2 separate regions of the Sus scrofa genome follow, and region 2 is linked to region 1. The links are chromatin contacts, called in public Hi-C maps. All regions are on one chromosome and are shown on one strand. The core of a region is the stretch at or near the end of the contact, and the rest is flanking DNA. Distances in the headings are between cores, read along the strand shown. Region 1 holds the start of CAPZB (capping actin protein of muscle Z-line beta subunit). Region 2 overlaps NBL1 (neuroblastoma suppressor of tumorigenicity 1).

The links. A called contact is a pair of places that touch in the nucleus more often than the background predicts.
Region 2: a contact with region 1 is called in a Hi-C map of mesenteric adipose tissue, with 2.3 times the contacts expected there. The contact joins the enhancer-like site here to the promoter of CAPZB in region 1. A contact is called at or near these places in 1 of 5 promoter capture datasets (liver), 19 of 47 Hi-C or Micro-C datasets (alveolar macrophages, brain, embryonic fibroblasts and 10 more) and 2 of 2 datasets of contacts at active chromatin or transcription factors (alveolar macrophages and skeletal muscle).

Annotation. Positions count from the first base shown.
Region 1 is chr6:77,911,287-77,913,986 of Sscrofa11.1, forward strand. It overlaps CAPZB (capping actin protein of muscle Z-line beta subunit), which reads right to left and starts at 1,331. Exons shown (of 9, transcript NM_001113444.1): 1 at 1,227-1,331. The coding sequence starts at 1,229.
Region 2 is chr6:78,063,111-78,065,810 of Sscrofa11.1, forward strand. The region is part of intron 1 of NBL1 (neuroblastoma suppressor of tumorigenicity 1); the gene reads left to right. Among named protein-coding and RNA genes, the nearest start is that of HTR6, 13 kb to the right of the region's middle. Within about 2 kb of position 1,336, at least 16 of the 83 cell types and tissues checked have an H3K27ac peak or open chromatin away from gene starts, as enhancers often do. A contact at or near this core is called in mesenteric adipose tissue, omental adipose tissue and retroperitoneal adipose tissue, where this site is marked.

The sequences.
Region 1 (2,700 bases), core at 81-2,580:
AACCCTCACGAGCTGACAGTTGAGGGGGAAAGGGAGGCTGCGCCTGCTAGGGTGCATCGTGTCCGGGCCGTCTGGTGGCCTCAGAGCCCGGGGGCCCCCAAGGGCGGCAGCCTCACAAGGGCGATTGTGCGTTCATCCCTGTGCCGCCGGCTCCCCCACCCACATCCCTTCGCACCCGCTCACGCCCCATCGCCCTGGACCCTGGTCGTCCGGCCGGACGCTCCGCCAGTACCGCACCCCGCGGCACCGAGGCGGCGGCCAGGGGAAGGGCCCGAAGAGCGCCCCGCTGCCTTCCGGGCACACGGATGCCCGCCCTGCCCTCGCTCGCTCCCAGGAGGCCTCCCAGAAAAGGGGCACCCCTCCAACCTGATACGGCACAGCCCCGGGACCCCCATCCCCACCCGAGCTGGAGAGCCGCTCTCGCTTCCCAGTGGTAGCAAAGAAGGTTCGCCCCAGGTAGAGGCGAGGGGACCACCTGGGTAGGGAGCAGGGCCCAGGAGGGAGGGTAAAGCCCAGGAGAGAGCGGGGCTGACGCAAGCTACGCCAAGAGTGGTGAGAAGTCCGGAGAAGAGAATCGGGGCGGGGGACGGGGGACGGTGTGACGTCCAGGCCGGGGCCAGGGGTGGAAAAGAGGGGTCCAGACTTAAACCACGGCGGGAAGAGAAGATTTAGGCTGAAGTCATGCAGGAGAGAGGAACCAATGTGGGCTGAGGCCACTGGAGGACGGGTTAACGGGGGTCTGGACTGAGGTCACCGAGAAGAGGGGAGGTAGGGGACAGAGGCCTAGCCAGGGCTATGGGAGGAAATAAAGACGGCCTAGCTTGGGCCGTAGGGACGGGGGATGGGGACCTGGCCTGGGCCAAGAGGAGAAAGAAGGACCACGCCTGGGTCCTTGTAGGGGGTGCCTGGCCTGGACCACGGGTCCAGGAGGGTCTACCCTGGGCCATGGGGGAGATTAGCCTACACCCAGCGGTGGAGTATGAGACGCTAGCTTGAGCCAACAGCGGGGGCTAGGAGCAAGAGGCAGAGTCGCTGCACACCTAAGCCGCCCAGGCCGGTGGCCCCTTCTGGAGCGGATGAGGATGGTGTCTACCTGGGCTCCGGGACCTCGCCCCTCCCCCACCCGGTGAACCCACCCTTCCCGGGCCGGGGGTGGGCGGGAGGAGGGGGACGCGAGCTCCAGTGGGGCTCCCAGGCCTGGGGGAAGGGGAGCGTCGGGCCTTTACCATGGTGGCGGCGGCGGCGGCGGTCCCGTCCCGGCGTCTGTGGCTCTCCCCCCCGCAGCAGGGCCCGGCGCTTCCACTTCCCCGGGTGCCCAGGAGTGAACATCCGGGTCAGCGCCCCCCTCCCCCCGCGCCGGGCCGCCGCCACCTTCCTTCCCCGCCCCGGCCCAGCCTGGGCCCGCCCCCCACGCAGCCGGCTCTCGGCCAATGAGCGCGCAGGGCCGCGGCGATCGCCAAGTATGGAGCTCGGCGAGGGGGAGGAGCAGAGAACGGGGAAGTGAGGGGCGGGGCTTGCGAGCGGGGCGGGGCGCAGCGGTCGGCGGGACGGGTGGGCGGGTCCGGGGGTCCTGGGGAGGGTACTCACTGCAGCTCCGGCCCCGAGCGGCCTTCTGCGTGTAGCCAGATCCAACCCGGGTCCTGTGGGTGCAGCTGCGGGTGGTGGCAGAGGGACGGTGCCCGCAGGCCTCCGGGCGAGGATGCGGAAGGCACTGGGGCTGGGAGGGGTCAGTCCCTCCCCGCCCCACCCAGTGCACGCGCTTGCTCCTGCGGCGGACCCGGAACTGGTGCGGCCCGCGGAGCCAGCCCTTCCCTGAGAGAGCGTAGTGAGCGAACCTCAGATGGAATCCCAGCACTGCCGCTTGTTCCGTGTGGGACCTGGAGCAAGTCACTGCACTTGAGCCGGATCTCTAAAAAATCAGCCTCAGGTCACACCAGTCACTGAGCACCGGCCGTACGTATACAGGCCGGTATACCAGGTGACATGTAAAGATGCTCTCACAACTACCTGCTGCAGGAATGATATTAGGACGACACAGTAGAAATTAGAAAACCCGGCCCAATAAATGTTACATGTTGAGGGTATTTTTAGATGTGCTGCAGAGAACCCACCCATTTGCCCAGTAGGGCTACCTCATTCCACGGTGACTCAGAAATTCTTTTTTTTCTCTCTCTCTCCTTCTTCATTCAACAAATATTTATTAGGCCTGGTCTAGAAGGCAGGAGACCTGGGACGCTAGCCCTGCTAATAATAACTGCCTTCCCTAGCTTGCTCTCTCTTTTGTGAGATTTAAATCAGGCCCCTATGAGAGGACTAAGTGTAAAGTGTTGCACGAAGGACAGAAATGAGGACCACAAACCAGGCTGTGACCCAGACCCCCATCCTCAGGTAACTCATAGTGGAGGAACAGCTGCCACTGGCATAAAAGTAGTTCAGCTAAGTCCCACAAGAGTGATACAGACCTGTATTACAGGAATTCAGAGAAAGGGCGTGGCACTTTGGAATTTTCACTTGGTGTAAGTATTTATTGAGCATCTACCCTGTAAGGAGCACTGCTCTGGGCTCTAAGTTTAGAGCAATGAACAGGACAGTCCATGTTGTTGCAGAGCTTGGACCAGGGGAAGGGGAGACAATCAGCTACTAAATAGATACAGTGTCAGGTGGTGATTAGAGATGTGGAGGAAAATCAGAGGGAGGCAG
Region 2 (2,700 bases), core at 86-2,585, 150 kb after region 1:
TTTACCCAAAAGAGGAAATGGGGCGGTGTGGTTTTATGGCTTGATTCCAGGTACTAGGCCCAGCCAGTGACCCCTGTCAGCAGTGCTGTTATGGGGGGACCCTTCCCTGGGAAGTCGGGTGGCCATACCATATCTCTGGCCTAGCTGGGCCTCAGAATCATGTGGGAGGGGGTACAGATCCCTGGGTCACACCCCAGACCCTGGCAGAGTATCCAGGCCTGGGGCCCAGACATCTGAGTTGTTGGGAAGCATCTCAGGGGAGATGCTAGGGAGGTTCTGGTGGGTGTGAAACCTGGAGAGGACCCCACAAACCCAACCCAGAGGCCTGCATTCTCTCAGCCCCAGTCCGTCCTTCCCCAGCAACCTGCCAAGGGAATAAACCCGAGTTAGTCACTACCTCTTCCCTGTGCAGGAGACACAGCTGTCACTTCAGTTTCCGCCGTGCTGGAAGGAGTCAGCCTGTGTCCTCTCCCCTCCCCCAGGGGACTTCTTTCCATGTTGTCAGCAGCCCCACGATGGGTCCGGTGTAGGCACGAGGCCTCTGAGGATCCGGAGGCCTTGGATTTGGGAGTGAAGGAGTGGGGGCAGAGGTGTAAGAAGGCACCCGCCCTTGGCTGAGGACGCCCTCATGGTGGCCTCCTCACAGCCCTGAGGAAGGATCTTGTCATCCTTTTCCTGAGGCTCCAAGGAGCCAGGGGTCCGCCACCGCCACATGCTCATCTGCAGGTGAGTCCCGGGTAGGATTTGAACTCTGCCCCTTGGGGCGGCCCAAGCTGCTGACCGTGGCAGTGGCTGAACCTGGACTGTTGATGGGGCAGGGGTGGGGAGCCCGGGCCTCTTGCCCACTCCAGAAGTTTCTGGGCCGGGCGTGGAATCCCAGCCACAGCAGCGACCAGAGCAGCTGCAGTGACAATGCAGGGTCCTTAACCCGATGAGCCACAAGCGAACTCCAGATCTTGGCTTTGGTAAACACTGATCGTATAAGCCTGAGCAAACCTCTTAACCTTCCTGTGCCTAGGTGTCTTCCTCAATGAAAGGGGGAAACACGGTAAGTGTCTCCTGGGATCGCTGTAAGCTGCACAGATGAATATATAAAAGAGTGCTAGAATAGGCCTCGGCCACAGTTAGAAGCAGCTCTGACTACTGGAAGGCAGGGAGCAGTGTGCTGGGCTGAGACCCACAAGCCTGAGAACCTCCTGGCCTTGCCCTTGGAGTTCCCGCAAATCGGAGCTCTCTCCTCTCCCCTAACCGCATGCCCGAGTTTAACTGGAACTGAGCACCCCCCCTCCCCCACCCCCTCCAGCTGTCTGACTGCATCCGTCTGCCCCAAACAACTGGTTCCTCTTAACCCACCTCCCTCAACCTCCCTCCAGGCTCTGAAGTCCTGCGTGAGCCCCAGGTCCCCCTGCCCTCTCCTTCACTACCCTCTCCACCCTCCTAGAAGGTGCTTGATCACAAGTGTCCAACTGCAGGGAACTGCATGGTCCCGGGGAAGGGCACTGTGTGGCCTGACTTGCTGGGGGCCTGGGGACAGCCCCTCTGCAAAGCAAGGGGATTGGCTTGGGGAATGTCCTTCCTACTCTGGCATTCTGGGAGTCCCATGACTTGCTGTGTGACCTTTGGGGAGGAAGGGGTGAGAACCTTAGTGAGACTCTCAAGTCTCAGGAAGGAAGATCCGACTCTTGTATCAAAAAAAAAAAAAAAAAAAGAAAAAAACAAAAACAAAAAAAACAGGGATCAGGGGAGTTGCCGTTGTGGCGCAGCGGAAACGATTCTGATTAGGAACCATGAGGTTGTGGGTTCCATCCCTGGCCTTGCTCAGTGGGTTAAGGATCCGGCGTTGCCATGAGCTGTAGGTCACAGACGTGACTTGGATCTGGCATTGCTGTGGCTGAGGTGTAGGCTGGCAATGTAGCTCCAATTAGACCCCTAGCCTGGGAACCTCCACATGCCCCAGGGGTGCAGCCCTGAAAAGACAAAAGATAAAAAAAAAAAAAAAAAAAAAAAAAGATCAACTGAGCTGCTGCTTGAAAAAACAAAAGCCAAGCCAACAAAAAATAAAACGTGCTAGCAAAGAGCCAACCCCAGTTTGAAGTGGGGGCAGGGGATGTTCTTGGGGGCTGGGCCGGAGGGTGGGAAGCAGAGACCAGCCTGGCGTCCTCTCTGCGTCCTTGCTCCCGCACCTGACTTTGGTTCTGATGCCTGCCCACCCTTCCCAAGATCCCCCGGGGGGAAGAGAACTGGCCTGAGTTCAGGGTGCCTGCTGGGTGCTCGCGCTGCATCCTCCTGGTCGTTCTCAAGGGAAAGGCTCTGCTCCCCATTTTAGGGCTGAGGGAGGCGGGTACTTACTTCCAGAGGTCACACAGCTCCTGGGTGGGAGGCTGGAATTTGAACTTTGGAGGCTCCAGGGGCCACGCTTCTGCTGGAGCTCAGGGCTACTGGCCTGGGGAAGCTGGGTGTGACCCATCCCCTCCTCTGGAGTCCTGGCCAGGAGTGGGGGAGAAGCTGGGCCTGGTGCGTTGAGTTATAGCACCGCCTCTGCAGGCCCAGCTGACCTTCAGCCGTACCCTGTCGAGGGGGGTAGATAGGCGGGTGGCCTTCTGCCTCCGTTGATGACATTTCTCTTCAAGCTCTGCTATAATCCGACCCATAATAACCAGCCCTCACCCTTCAGGCCAGTGATGCCCCTGAAACACCATG